Linked DNA regions of Rattus norvegicus: region 1 is linked to region 2. The links are chromatin contacts, called in public Hi-C maps. All regions are on one chromosome and are shown on one strand. The core of a region is the stretch at or near the end of the contact, and the rest is flanking DNA. Distances in the headings are between cores, read along the strand shown. Region 1 holds the start of Parl (presenilin associated, rhomboid-like). Region 2 overlaps LOC120095699 (a long non-coding RNA gene).

The links. Hi-C and Micro-C count contacts between places; a contact is called where the count stands out from the background.
Region 1: a contact with region 2 is called in a Hi-C map of the A7r5 cell line, with 3 times the contacts expected there. The contact joins the promoter of Parl here to the enhancer-like site in region 2. A contact is called at or near these places in 4 of 12 Hi-C or Micro-C datasets (the A7r5 cell line, Schwann cells, kidney and 1 more).

The regions. Positions count from the first base shown.
Region 1 is chr11:94,093,635-94,100,376 of GRCr8, reverse strand. Parl (presenilin associated, rhomboid-like) reads right to left here and starts at 1,890. Exons shown (of 10, transcript NM_001035249.1): 1 at 1,730-1,890. The coding sequence starts at 1,848. It overlaps Cyp2ab1 (cytochrome P450, family 2, subfamily ab, polypeptide 1), which reads right to left. Exons shown (of 8, transcript XM_017598186.3): 7 at 6,008-6,149; 8 at 5,097-5,909. The coding sequence ends at 5,704.
Region 2 is chr11:93,924,318-93,930,770 of GRCr8, reverse strand. All of the region lies in intron 2 of LOC120095699 (a long non-coding RNA gene), which reads left to right. Among named protein-coding and RNA genes, the nearest start is that of Rps15al2, 15 kb to the right of the region's middle. Within about 2 kb of position 2,375, at least 10 of the 93 cell types and tissues checked have an H3K27ac peak or open chromatin away from gene starts, as enhancers often do. A contact at or near this core is called in the A7r5 cell line, where this site is marked.

The DNA.
Region 1 (6,742 bases), core at 641-3,140, 170 kb before region 2:
CCTACTCCACCTCCCAAGGGCTGGGATTACTGGCCTGAGCCACGACGATAGACTAAACTGTTTTGACAAGTTCTGTGTGTGTGGCGTTACTAGAGACTGTGTATGAGAGACAAGCACTCTACCAATGGACTGTTCCCAGCTTTTACTAGAGGCGCCTCATAAATGAAGTGTCCGGTTCTTTTGCTGCCTTTTTCCAAAACTAGTAGAGCAAATCAACAGGCTCACTGAAATCTTTAGTTACCTCCAAGTAACTTCCTCAGTTCTACCTGTTTAATAAGACTTTTTTCTTTCTTTTTTTCAAACAGTCTTCTGCTGCCCTGGCAGACCTTGAACTCCTAATCATGCTTACAAACAAGTCTGACCGAGCCAAGCTGTTTTAAGAAGAACCACAGTTGGGTTCGGTCCCCAGCTCCGAAAAAAAGAACCAAAAAAAAAAAAGAAGAAGAAGAAGAAGAAGAAGAAGAAGAAGAAGAAGAAGAAGAAGAAGAAGAAGAAGAAGAAGAAGAAGAAGAAGAAGAAGAAGAAGAGGAGGAAGAGGAAGAGGAAGAGGAAGAAGAAGAAGAGGAAGAGGAAGAAGAGGAAGAGGAAGAAGAGGAAGAAGAGGAAGAAGAAGAGGAAGAAGAGGAAGAAGAAGAGGAAGAAGAAGAAGAAGAGGAAGAAGAAGAAGAAGAAGAGGAAGAAGAAGAAGAAGAAGAGGAAGAAGAAGAAGAAGAAGAAGAAGAAGAAGAAGAAGAAGAAGAAGAAGAAGAAGAAGAAGAAGAAGAAGAAGAAGAAGAAGAAGAAGAACCACAGTGCCCAGTAAGCCACACAGTATGCAACTTTTTCACCGATGCAGGTTCTTCCACTTTTACGGTCTTCCAGATCCTGATTTGGGGGTGGAACCTGGGAAATGACTCTACAAACAGTCCAGGTGCTATTTATTTATAATTCAGGGTCTTCCGCGTGTTACCTCCAACTCACCATCCTCCTGCTTCAGACTAATCAAAGTTGAGATTACACACCTGTGCCCACCTCAGGTCAATTTTAGGATCAGGGGTGCCTGCACCATGTTCAACCTTAATTATTTATCTCTGGCTAGCTTGCTCGTTGATAAACACTCAGGCTCCTTGATGTATCGCACCATCAATTAGGTAGAAACTGCAAAGTTGACATCTTCAGATGAAGTTTCAAAATCAGAATTAATTCTTCAACAGTTGTGGAATGTCTCTTCTATTACAGTAAATGTAAAACCCGGCCGACCTGAAAGGCCACGTGCTTCCTACGGCAGTATAACGATGACATCCTTTCCAAAGCTAAGAAGGCAACGCTGTGGTGGCATAAGGGCTTTACAATGACCAGCCACAGAGAATGAAACCATACTCTACCAGCTCTGCAAACTGCTTCACTAACTAAAAGCCGGGGTCAGACCTTTCAAGAACAGGAACCGGGGAAGCAATTAACGCCCAGAAGTTAGTTCTCCTTTCCATCACGTCCCTCGCAATTACTAGGAGAGACACCCCGGGTTTGGAGAACAGGGCAGGGCTCGGCCAGACACCGCTCGGGCAGGAGCGACACCTCCAGAAGCCAAGAGGAACGAAGGACTAAGGAAAAGCGCGGCGGGAATGAGGCAGCTTTAGGAAAGACCTCGTAAACAATGGAGAGCGGCAGCCCAAGGCGGCTGCCTCCTCTGGAGGATGCGCGCGACTCCAGCTCAAGGGAAAACCGGGAAGCCGGAAGCGGCAGCCATTACCTGCGTCCAAGCAGCTGCCGGGCCTGGGTCGCAGAGAGCTCCCGGTAGCCGCCACCCAAGAGAGGCGCCCACGTCTGACCGCAGCGCCAGCCTCGCTGTACCCAACTATACAACGCCATCTTAACAACCTCTGCCCCACCATGGCCCGACCTCACTAACCCCGGTCTACAAATCACTTCCGGGGCGAAGGAAGAGCATAGAGCGTGGAGGAGCGGCCTAGAGCACCACCTGGAGGCCGAACAGTTCCGGTCTTCCTCTCTCTGACCAGCATCAGCGTGGAAGCCTCTGGTGAGAGTGGCTGGGAAAACTTGAGACTTTGAGTAACGCTGTGTTAGCAGACACAAGAAGACACAGTGCTTCATAGCCTCGGAGAGGTGAAATGGCCACTGGCAACCTTTACACGCCAGGGTTGGCCACCTGTCTTCAAACTGAGACTGAAAAGCAGAAAAAGATTTATCAGTGGGGCCACACTGGAGGAAGAGACCCAGGGACTCCTCATCTTCTAAATCTAACATGAGGGAAGGCAAGAGGTATGCAGTTTAAGGAAACTGTGACCCGTCACCTCAGATCCAACTTGCTTCTCCAGGTCCGCCTCCCTTGACAAGTTGCAAATCTTTCTGTAGTTTCTGGCTGCCCCCAGAACTCGGGCACATTTTTTTTCTTCCAGCAAGAGATTTCTGGAGTGATTCCACTTTCTTAGGGTGCATTACTTCAGTGTGGTAGCCAAAGACGGCCACAAATGTCTCTACTCTCACTCTTACTGGTTATGTGGAATCAGGATAGAAAGACCACACACGAGAAAGTTAAAGAAGCAAGGGAAGGGTTGCCTACACCGGAGTCTGGTTGATCTCTAGCCAACTGAGAGTCAAGTATCCAATTAACACAATTAAGATTTGCTTTGAGGGGACTGGAGAGATGCCTCAGCGGTTAAGAGCCCCGACTGCTCTTCCAGAAGTCCTAAGTTCAATTCCCAGCAACCACATGGTGGCTCACAACCATCTGTAATGGGATCCGATGCCCTCTTCTGGTGTGTCTGAAGACAGCTGCAGTGTACTTATATATAATAAATGAATAAATCTTAAAAAAAAAAAAAAGATTTGCTTTGAGAACAATGTTCCCTTTCTATAGGGATGTTTCAAGTAAGAATGTTACAGTGGTAGCAAATCGTGTTTAATGCCTAAGCATGGCATGTTTGCTCTCCTAGCTATAAATCTGCAGTTTTATAGAACTCACAGGAAACCTGATTTATAGTAAAAGAGACTTTTTAACTCCCTCAGCTACTTTATGGCCCTTGGTTTATATTATTAGATTGGAGTCTATCAGAAGTTCCTTCGGGACTATTCTGTCAGCTCATTTCAAGAGGGGAAAAGATGATGGAGTGGGGTTGGGGTCCCTCAGAAAGTCTTCTGGTACTGGTGCTAAAGTCTGGGCTGGGTGTTTCCAGACTTCAAGAATGAATAATGGTCTATACAGAATGTGAAGCTTGGGGAAAGACCCTGATTCAAAACAAGTCAGAACACACTGCAGAACTGTGGTTGGCAGCACCCGTGAAGATGCTTAAGGGACCCCAGTCATTGTTTGTGGTTTCCAGATATGGGATGCAGAGGAGTTCAGTTGCTAAGAGATACCAGCTTTGTGTGGCTCTACTTTTCATTCACAGATTCAAATATACAATTGTGTCTTATTGTACACGTTCCCAAAGTCAGCCTAGACCAAATGAGCCAACATAAAGATGGATGGCTGAGCTAACTGAGACCAGAACCAGTGTGGGGCAGCCTGTGTGCATCCTGTATATCTCCACCCCTTCTCATGTTCTACTCCTTTATTACTACCCTAGGTCATTTTAGCAAGCCAACTCTGACCGGCTCCATCTTGTAGCTCCTCTCCCTCATCCCCTAACCCCTTCTTTCTGTTTTGATTTTCCTCATGGGTTTGCCAGACATCACAGGCTGGCCCGATTCATAGTCTGTGCAGTCTGCAGAGCTTGTCTTGTTTTAGGCTATTTGGTTGCATTCCTTTATCTCCCTTCATTCTACCTTTTGCCATGACTTTGCCACCCACCTTGTCCCTACTGTGACCCTCCTATTTACTTTCCCTCTGTTTTTTCAGTATCAACCTAGTCCAGCCACTTGCTTTCTATTCTCTTCCCATTCATGAAGTGCTATCTGTATTTCATTTTTTCTTTTAGGTTGGGGGGGTTGTTTGTTTGTTTGTTTTTGAGACAGGGCTTTACTGTGTAGCCCAGGCTATCCTGGAACTCACTCTGTAGAGAAGACTGGCCTTGACCTCACAGAGATCCACCTGCATCTTTGTCCCAAGTGTTGGGAGTAAAGGCTTTTTTTTTTTTAAGTAAGGGTTTTTTGTTGTTTTTGTCTTTTTGGTTTTTGTTTTGTTTTGTTATGTTTTGTTTTTAATGAAAGCTGGAGAAATAGCTCATGGGTTAAGAATACTAACTTCATTTCCAGGGGACCCCAGTTCAATTCCCAGCACTCATGTTGGGTAACTCACAACTGCCTGAAATTCCATCTCCAAATGATCCATACCCTCTTCAGGTCCCTGAACACACACACACACACCAAACCAGGCATGATAATCCCAATGCTTGGGAGAGAGGCAAACAGATCTCTGAGACATTGAAGCTAGCCTAGGTCTACATAATAAGACTGAAACAAACAAAAACTACCACAAAATAGCAGGGGCAAAAACCTTATAGAAACCCACTATTTTGGAAGCTAATTTAAAAATATAATTTAAAAAGGAGCTTGAACACAGGTACCCCCCCCCTCAAAAGACATAAGGCATTAAATGAACATCTCAGCCCTATGTGTGTTTACATCTTTTGAGTTATTGGCTGGGAGCCCTGCCCCACCCCCCCAAACTGCAATATAGCCTATTGCATTGTTCTGGGCTTCCTGTCCTAACCTTACGATAAGATTCTGTGTTGAGGACAGATTTTGGTTGCAGGACAGAGAAATCAAGCTGGAAGTAACCTGAGGGCTTCCTTCCTTCCTTCCAGCTTTCATCATACCAGAAAATGCAATGCAGGCCACTGGAGGGGAAGGGGGTTACCCAGGATGAGTGCCGATAAGGAATGTTGACCTACCCTCTGGGCCCATCATGACAGGAAGTGTATGAAGAAAGCCATTGACTTTCAGATTTTCGGCCTACTCCCCTGGAGGAACTTCATGCCTTGTACCACAAACATGGTGTAATGCCACGGCTGCAAGGGCCTAATAGGAACCTACTTCTGCCATTTTCCTAAACAGACACGCTATCAAAACGCCTTCTAAATGTCTCGTCGATAGCCACAGACTGGCACAGTCCTCCTCCTCAGCCAGAGAAACTTCTCACTTCGGTGGACGGGTACGTGGCAGCCTCTCGTTTTTATTTTAATTTCCACTTAATACAAGTAATTCTCTTTTTAGTAAGATCTGTTTGAAGACACTATTTCAAAGCATCGCAGCTGTTATAGGGAAAGTAGAGCCAGGGTCCTTGATGGAAATGTGTGTGGGGACAACAGATTTAGGGACTTCTTCCCTCTGGTCTGAGGAGGGCGGGGAGGAGACAGAAAATGGTGTGCACGTACTCCCGCCTTCACCCCCACCGCTGCCCACCAGTTATCAGTCCCCAGCATTTGCATGCACTACTGTTTATAGTATTATGGGAAAGCATTTCCCTTTAAACTTACTTGGCTACTACATTGTGACATTTGATTTCCCCCCAAATGAACCATGTGAACCGAGTCAGACTTTACCAAATGTTACAAAATCCTCCTCTGCCAAAGCATAATTATCCTGCTCTAAGAAAGAAACTGCCAGAACCCAGTCAGGTACGGTTGCATTTTCTGGGATTACCATCAGAGCTAGTGTGAGAACTGTGGGCAGCTGGGCTAGGAAGATCTACTTCTTCCTGGCTGCTGATACTGAGGGGCTGACACGTGGAAACCTCGTGTGTTGGGGGACTGCAGGGCAGGCCTAGGGCTCCCTAGGGCTGAGGCTGCTCAGACGAGGCACGGCACAAATCTTCTGGGGCTGAGGCTGCAGTGTACCACCAAAGACATATTCCAGCCTGAGGCCCTGGCTCCCTTCTGGTAATTGAAACCGAAAGGTCCTGAGGAGGGTGGCAAACATCAGGAAGAGCTCCATTCGGGCAAGCTGTTCCCCAGGACACACACGATGCCCTGGAAGCAGAGAGAAAGGTCAAAGGAAAACAGGACTCTGTCTGTCCCAATAATCTTCCCACGTATACCATTCCAGGACCCAGCACTGTTCCTGATACCTGCAGAGAAGGGCAGGAAGGCTTCATTGGTCACAAAGTCTCCATCTTTGTCTAGGAAGTGGCCAGGGTTGAACTGATGAGGGGTCTCCCAGCACTCGGGGTCACACAGCACCGAGGCCAGATTGGGCAAGATGATGGTTCCCTGCAAAGAAGAGCTAATGTAGCTTGTGGAGGCTCAGACTGCTCAGTACCCAGCCTTGGCCTGGGGCTAAAGCAACTCCAGTATATGGGTGGGGGTGGTGGAGTGCCCAGAACCCAGGGAGATCCTCAACGGCCTTCCCTCCACGCTCACACTCATTAAGGAGCTGAGTTCTACCTCTGGATTCAAGGCAGCCCACAATGGGGGAAGGGAAGAATAGAGAGAATAAGAAGGGGGAAAGAAAGATCAAGCATTGGGAAGACAGAAAACGTAGAGCCAGAGATGGACACTTGACTAGTTAGTGGTGGGAGGAGGAGACCGTGACCTATGTCCTCACCTTCCCACTAACTGTTCCCCTACTCTTAACCCTTACCTACCTTGCAGCTCTAACCCCAGCGTCCACTTTGTTTCACAAGTGAATGAGTGACTAAAAAGAAAGTCACACTGAGCAAGTAGGACCAGGAAGGGACAAAGGCTTCAGCCCAAATAAACTATGCTCCTTTCCATGCGGACCCAGGGCTGAAGAGAAACAGTGTTAGCAGCTAGGAATAGAGCTCAGTGGTCTAGCACTTGCCTATCATGCAAGGCCTGAGTCT
Region 2 (6,453 bases), core at 1,126-3,625:
CCTTAGTGGAAGATTTTTATCAAACTCCGGCTTCTAAGTGGAAGAGGAGGTGAAAAGACTAAGATAGGTGATGGATGACTCTAAGGAAGGTGTGTCTTCCAGACACAACAGGACTGGGGCACGTATGAACTCACAGAGACTGTGATAGCACACAGAGGCCTGCAGAGGTTCAAGCCAGGTAGGGTCTCAGTACTGAGACAGGGGAGTAGACGTAAGCCCCACCCCTAACCAAGAAAGCTATTTGCAATTGATACCTGTTGGCAAAGGGAAAACACATTTTCTCCAGTGGAATTTCACTGAGTATTATTAACCACACCTCAGGCAGGGCCCTGAAGGACCCTAGGGGCTTTTGGCAGTCTTACACCCACCACCTCAGGTCAAGACCTGAAGTACCAGCTTCCGGCCTGGGGTCAAGGCTAGGCCAAGTCCCATTCTCCACCCACAGCTCTCAACATTCTTGAAAAACCACAGAAGGTACTGACTGATAGTCACTGACCCTCTGGTCCCAGATAGAGTTCTTTTTTTTTTTTTTTTTTTTGGTTCTTTTTTCCGGAGCTGGGGACCGAACCCAGGGCCTTGTGCTTCCTAGGCAAGCGCTCTACCACTGAGCTAAATCCCCAGCCCCCCAGATAGAGTTCTAATGCATGTCTTATGCTTCCTAGCCGATAGACTCAAAGGTCAATATGCTCACCAATAAGTTTAAACTGTAACCTTGCTGATGTAACCTGTAGCCCTAAAAGGTATAAAAACTGCTTGTTATAGCCATCCGAGGTCACCTTCTAGTCACTCGCCACGAGGGTTGCCAGAAAAATAAACCTCTTGCGTTTGCATCGAACTCCATTTTCGTGTCTCACTTTGGGGGTCTCCCGGTAGTTAAGACTCACTTCGAGCCTTACAGTGACACAAAACAAATCCATTGGTATTTTTGTAGACTTTTTGTCTCATTTTGCTTTGTTTGGGCTTTTTTTTTTTTTTTTTTTTTTTTTGTCTTATTTCTCTTTTGCTTATCTGCTTTTATTTTCTTTTTGTGTGTGTGTGGGTTTTTTTGGAAGGGGGGGTTGTGTGTGTTTCTTATAGTTTTTTTTTTTACTTTGTTTATTTGACAGAGAGAAAGAGAGAAAACATGAAGTTGGGTGGGTAGAGAAGTATGGAGAATCTGGAATTGGAGGAGGGAAAACATGATGAAAATATATTGTATAATTTTTTTCAATTAAAAAAGGCAAAACACTCAGAAATGAGGAAGAGGAGGAGGGAGAGGAAGAGAAGGACAAAAGGACACTAGGTCTTCACAGAAGGGCACTAGAGAAAACAATGTTTAGACACCTTTTCTTCAGTGAAAGAAATTGACGACACGCCTTTTTCCATTCAGAAGTGTGAGTGGATGTGTTAGTGCCTGGTAACCTTTGCTATTCTGTAAAGTTAGCCTTCTCAAATTTCCCAGAGTCCTGAGCATTGTTTCTCAGTCAATGGAACCCATTCATGTCAAAAAAAGAAAAAGAAAAGTTACAGGTGCTTTGCTAAAGAGGTGTACTCTGTAAGAGTCTTGATGTAACCATGGCTGATGCTTGGTTGTGATAATTGTCAGAAGGAAACTTTCCAACGTTTTAATGTGTTTAATTAAAATAAATGACGGGGGCTGGAGAGATGGCTCAGTGGTTAAGAGCACCAACTGCTCTTCCAGAGGTCCTGAGTTCAAATCCCAGCAACCACATGGTGGCTCACAGCCATCTGTAATGGGATTCGATGCTCTCTTCTGGTATGTCAGAAGACAGCTACAGTGTACTCATATACAAAATAAATAAATAAATCTTTAAAAAAAATAAATAAAATAAAATAAAATAAATGACAACAGACTCCAGAGGTTACCACTGGCTAACTAAGTGGAGCTGAACCCAAGTTCTTTCTTTTTTTTTTAAAGAATTAATTATTAATTAATTTATTTTATGTGAGTAAAGTGATGAATAATGTATATCCTCTTGTAACTAAAAATCACAAAGGCTTCGGGGAGTCAAGAAGCCATAAGGGGGGTTGGGGATTTAGCTCAGTGGTAGAGCGCTTGCCTAGCAAGCACAAGGCCCTGGGTTCGGTCCCCAGCTCCGGAAAAAAAAAAAAGAAGCCATAAGGTTTGGATATACTCACCACAGACCAGACGGAATTCAGATGAGTGTGCCTGCCTAATGTTGAGAGTGGGATTTTTTTCCCCTTGGTCTTGAGTTCTCTTACCTTTCCCAATTACTAAGGCAAATTTTAACTTCTGTTCCTAGTTTATATTTGTCCCAGATTTTCACCTGGCTGACACCCAGGGACTGCCTGAGGACGGCAGACTGCTGATTTCTGACTCACTGAAAGCTGAGGATTAGCCATTCCAGTGATATGCTTGGTTCCCTGTCTTTCAGCTGAGTCACCTAACCAGATGCTTTGAATAAATGCCCCATTGCCCAGCCTTTAACTGGCATTTCAGCCTTCCTGGGCTCCCAAAAGACAACATCCTAATCTCAGCAGGAAGCAGCTATAGAAGGAGAAAAATACAATGTTGAGATGCTAAGTCAAAAAGAACCCTATTTCTGGCAATAACTCATAATTCTTAGGTCCCAATTGATCCCTTGGCTAATGATTCTGATCTTGAGGAAAAAAACCGATGAATCAATTATTTGACTCAGTTACAAACAGAGTGGGTAATGAGAGGACAGAGTCAGCTGGAGACAGGCTGACTCCATGGCAGGCTGCAAACTGACAGTTTGGGAGACTAGGCCTAAGTTTCTGTTTCCCAGAACTGGAAAAGTAGAAAACAAGTCAATTTCAGAAAAAAAAAAAAAAAATCCACATGCCTTAGTTAGGGTTTTATGGCTGTGAACAGACACCATGACCAAGGCAACTCTTATAAGGACAACATTTAATTGGCACTGGCTTACAGATTCAGAGGTTCAGTCCAATACCATCAAAGTGGGAGCATAGCAGCATCCAGGCAGGAATGGTGCAGGAGGAGCTCAGTTTCTACATCTTCATCTGTGACTTCAATGGTGACAAATAAAGAGAGTAAAATAGGCCTAGGTCCCCAGGGGCGTAAATGAGTGTCTGGTAAGAAAGTAGCCGAAGGCAAGGGCTCAGTGATTGCTACTTTTCTTGTTGCTATAATTAAATAACAAAAGTAACTTAAGAGGGGTTTGTTTACAGTCTGAGGGGACATCCTATCAAGGTGCAGTGGGGAAGGCCTGGCAGCAGGAGCATGAGGCAGATGGGTAACACTGCATCCAGAGAGAAACCTAAAAGCAATGGCTGCTGTGCATGGCTCAGCACCCTTTCTCCTTTTTATTCGTTCTGGAACTCTAACCCATGGAATCCATGCAAAGAAAAAAAGGCAGAGAGCCTTTACCCTGGGATCCAGCTTATCTTCCTGTTGGCAGGGTCAGAGGCTTGAATCTTCGAGCACTGTAGATGGACAACGAGGTATGTCTTCCCACCTCTGTGCTTATTAAGGCCAGAATGGTATGGAACCTTCAGTTTTAACACTTCTCTCAGATCCCTACGGTAATTATCTGTGCCTACGCAGGCTCAGGATACCTTGTGACCTAGAGTTTAGATACTTCTCTCTGACCCGTGAGTTTCTACAGCACAACAGTAACCTTTCAATCCCAAGTAAAGTACAACCTCGAAGTGATGTAAAAAACGGAGGGAAGAGGTTTAAAAATATTTTAATACTTCCCTGAACTTTTATAAGATGTATTTGATGTATATCCTACAGCTTTTCTTACATCCACCCCTGCTTTCCTACCTACCCAACTTGGTGCTCCCTTAGCTCTTGGAGTTCAAGTTATGTTATCCAAATAGTTGGGTGTGGGGCCAGCCCCCGGAAAGTGACTGACCTACCAGGAGTTACACCCTTGAAGATAAAACAGCCCAGCTGTTATCAAATGCAAATAGCTCCTTACCCGGGTTGGGACCTCAGGCCAAAGGCCGTGAGAAGATTCTTAACATTCTTTAGAGATAAAATTTGAAAGCCACCAAAAGCCACCAAAATCGTACATATGTAAAATTACCTAAGAGCTGAGAGGTTAGAAGTATGTTGTTGTAGTAAACATTTAATCTCAAAGGGGGTTTCTACCCTGCCTTTGATCACTCAGTTCTCAGATAAAAGACGCAAAACCTTTATATATTATGATAAGCCTTAAAGCACTAGAGCTGGGCAGATATCAACGCTCTAAGCTGTTGGTTTCTACTTCCCTATCAATAACCCCAACTTATAACGAATCATGTTCCCTCTGGTCAGCTCTTAACTCCAGCTGGCCAGCCCTCATGGCCTGCCTCCCCCATCTCTCTTCTGCCTCTTTACTCAACCAACAGTTTTAAACTAAGGAACAAGGTTGCATAGCATCACTTGGCATGTGTGAGGATTCTCTCACGCCTGAGACAACCAGGACCAGCCAGAATTTAGCATTAGATGCATAGCAACAGACCAAACCTCAACGTATGATGCTTTCTACCAGCTCGCCTGTCTCGAACTCCAGATCCAGGGAATCTGGTGCCCTCTGCTGGCCTGTAGAGACACTACAGTTGTGTGGTACTCATCTAAATAAATCTTTCTTTAAAACACCTAAAAGTGAATCAGCCAACGCCTCCAGAGTTCCCTCCTTAGGGCAATGGTCTTTCCAGAAGTGGTTTTTTTCTAGCTCCAGGAACTGCTCACAGGTGATCCCAAAGTCTCCACGGCCACAGGACAAACAGTTTTCTCCGTCTCAATTACTCCCATCAAGGCTCACTTGACTTCCATTCTTCAGTTTTCTAGTTCCTGGCTTTAAGGTATCCTGACGAACTTGGATACCTTGTACCATCATGAAACAAAATACTACGCCCAACACACAATGATACAGAGTAAACATTCAAGTTCCAAAATGGAAAAAAGATGACCTCACAAAGAGAGAGAGAGAGAGAGAGAGAGAGAGAGAGAGAGAGAGAAGAGAGAGAGAGAGATTGGACCAAAGCAGGACTAAAAGCTAGTACAGAAGAACCAGAATCATGCAACTGTGTGTCGGGCATCTGGGACTCAGGATGGCATCGCCTGTGCGTGCGTCAAAGGACTTATATAGCCCCACTCCTCCAGCTCTGTCCCCTGCATCACAAACTGTATCTCTTGGTCCAGCTGGATTCTGTGCCTCAGCTTTCCCCAGCAAAAGTCACACGCTTCAGGAATCCCCAACATCCTGGGCCTTGTACTGTAATTTGGGAGCCACCTTCTCAACTTTAGAGTGGTCACTCCTGGTCTTCTTGTGGGAAGTCCGTGACACACCTTGCCTGGCCTTAGCCAATCTCTGGAACCATTAAACAAACTTTATGACCTCAGTCTCAAAATCCTGGGTGGTTTGTTTGTTTGTTTTGTTTTTGTTTGTACTGTATTGATGATGGTCTCAAGTTCTTTTGACTCTGGATGGAATCTTCCCTCTCGGACCGTAACTGGAATAACTTCTATATACTTAAGTCTGAAAAACCAGGCTGCTGTTTTCAAGCAGGAAATGCTTTCTGAGGTGTCTGTGTTCACTCTCTCTCTCTCTCTTTTCAAATAAATTTGGATTTTCACAAATTGGAGTGTTGAATGGGTGGAGCCTCATCTTAAAAGTGCCTTGTCCCGGTGCAGACCCTAAGGTGTTGCTTTGGTCAGATTAATTATTTAACAATTACAGTCGCTTCTGCCAGGCATGGTAGTGAACACCTCTAATCCTAGTGCTTGAGAGTTTAAGATGGGTGGAACTCTCTGAGTTTGAGGCTAATCTGTATGGCAAGCTCGAGGACAGCCAAGGCTACAGAGATCTTGTCTCAAAACCAAAACAAAAAACAATTATAGCTACTTTCTCAGAAACTGCCTTCTCTACAGCATTAAATTTGCTCAAATTCTTTTCCTCACCAAACTGCAACTTTTTTTTTCTGGTATATTTATCCCCTTGTTGTTGCTCTTTTCCACTGTAGACATATATAAAAATGGCAACTGGTTGAGTGAGAATGGGTCCCCATAGGCTCATGTATTTGAGAGATTGGAACTCTTTAATAGGATTAGAAGGATTAAAAAGTGTGGCTTACTGTATTGAAGTGTATCACCAGTAGCAGACTTGGAGGTTTCTCCCCCCCTCCCCCCTCCCCCTCCCTCTCCCCTCCCTTTCCCTTTCCCTCCCTTCCTCCCTTCCCCTCCTCCTCCCTCTCTTACTCCTTCTTCCTCTCCCTCCCCTTCCCTCCCTCCCTCCCCCTCCCTCCCTCTCCCTCCCCTTTCCTCTCTCCCACTCTCCCCTATACCCCTCCCTCCCTCCCCCTCTCCCTCTTTCTCTTCCTCCTGCCTGTGGGTCTGAATGGGGATGTAGAACTCTCAGCTAATTCTCCAGTATCCTGTCTGCTTGTGTCCTGCCCTGCTTTCTCCAATGAAATGTTTTCTTTCCTCAAAGTTGCCTTGAAGATGATCAGACCTCCTCC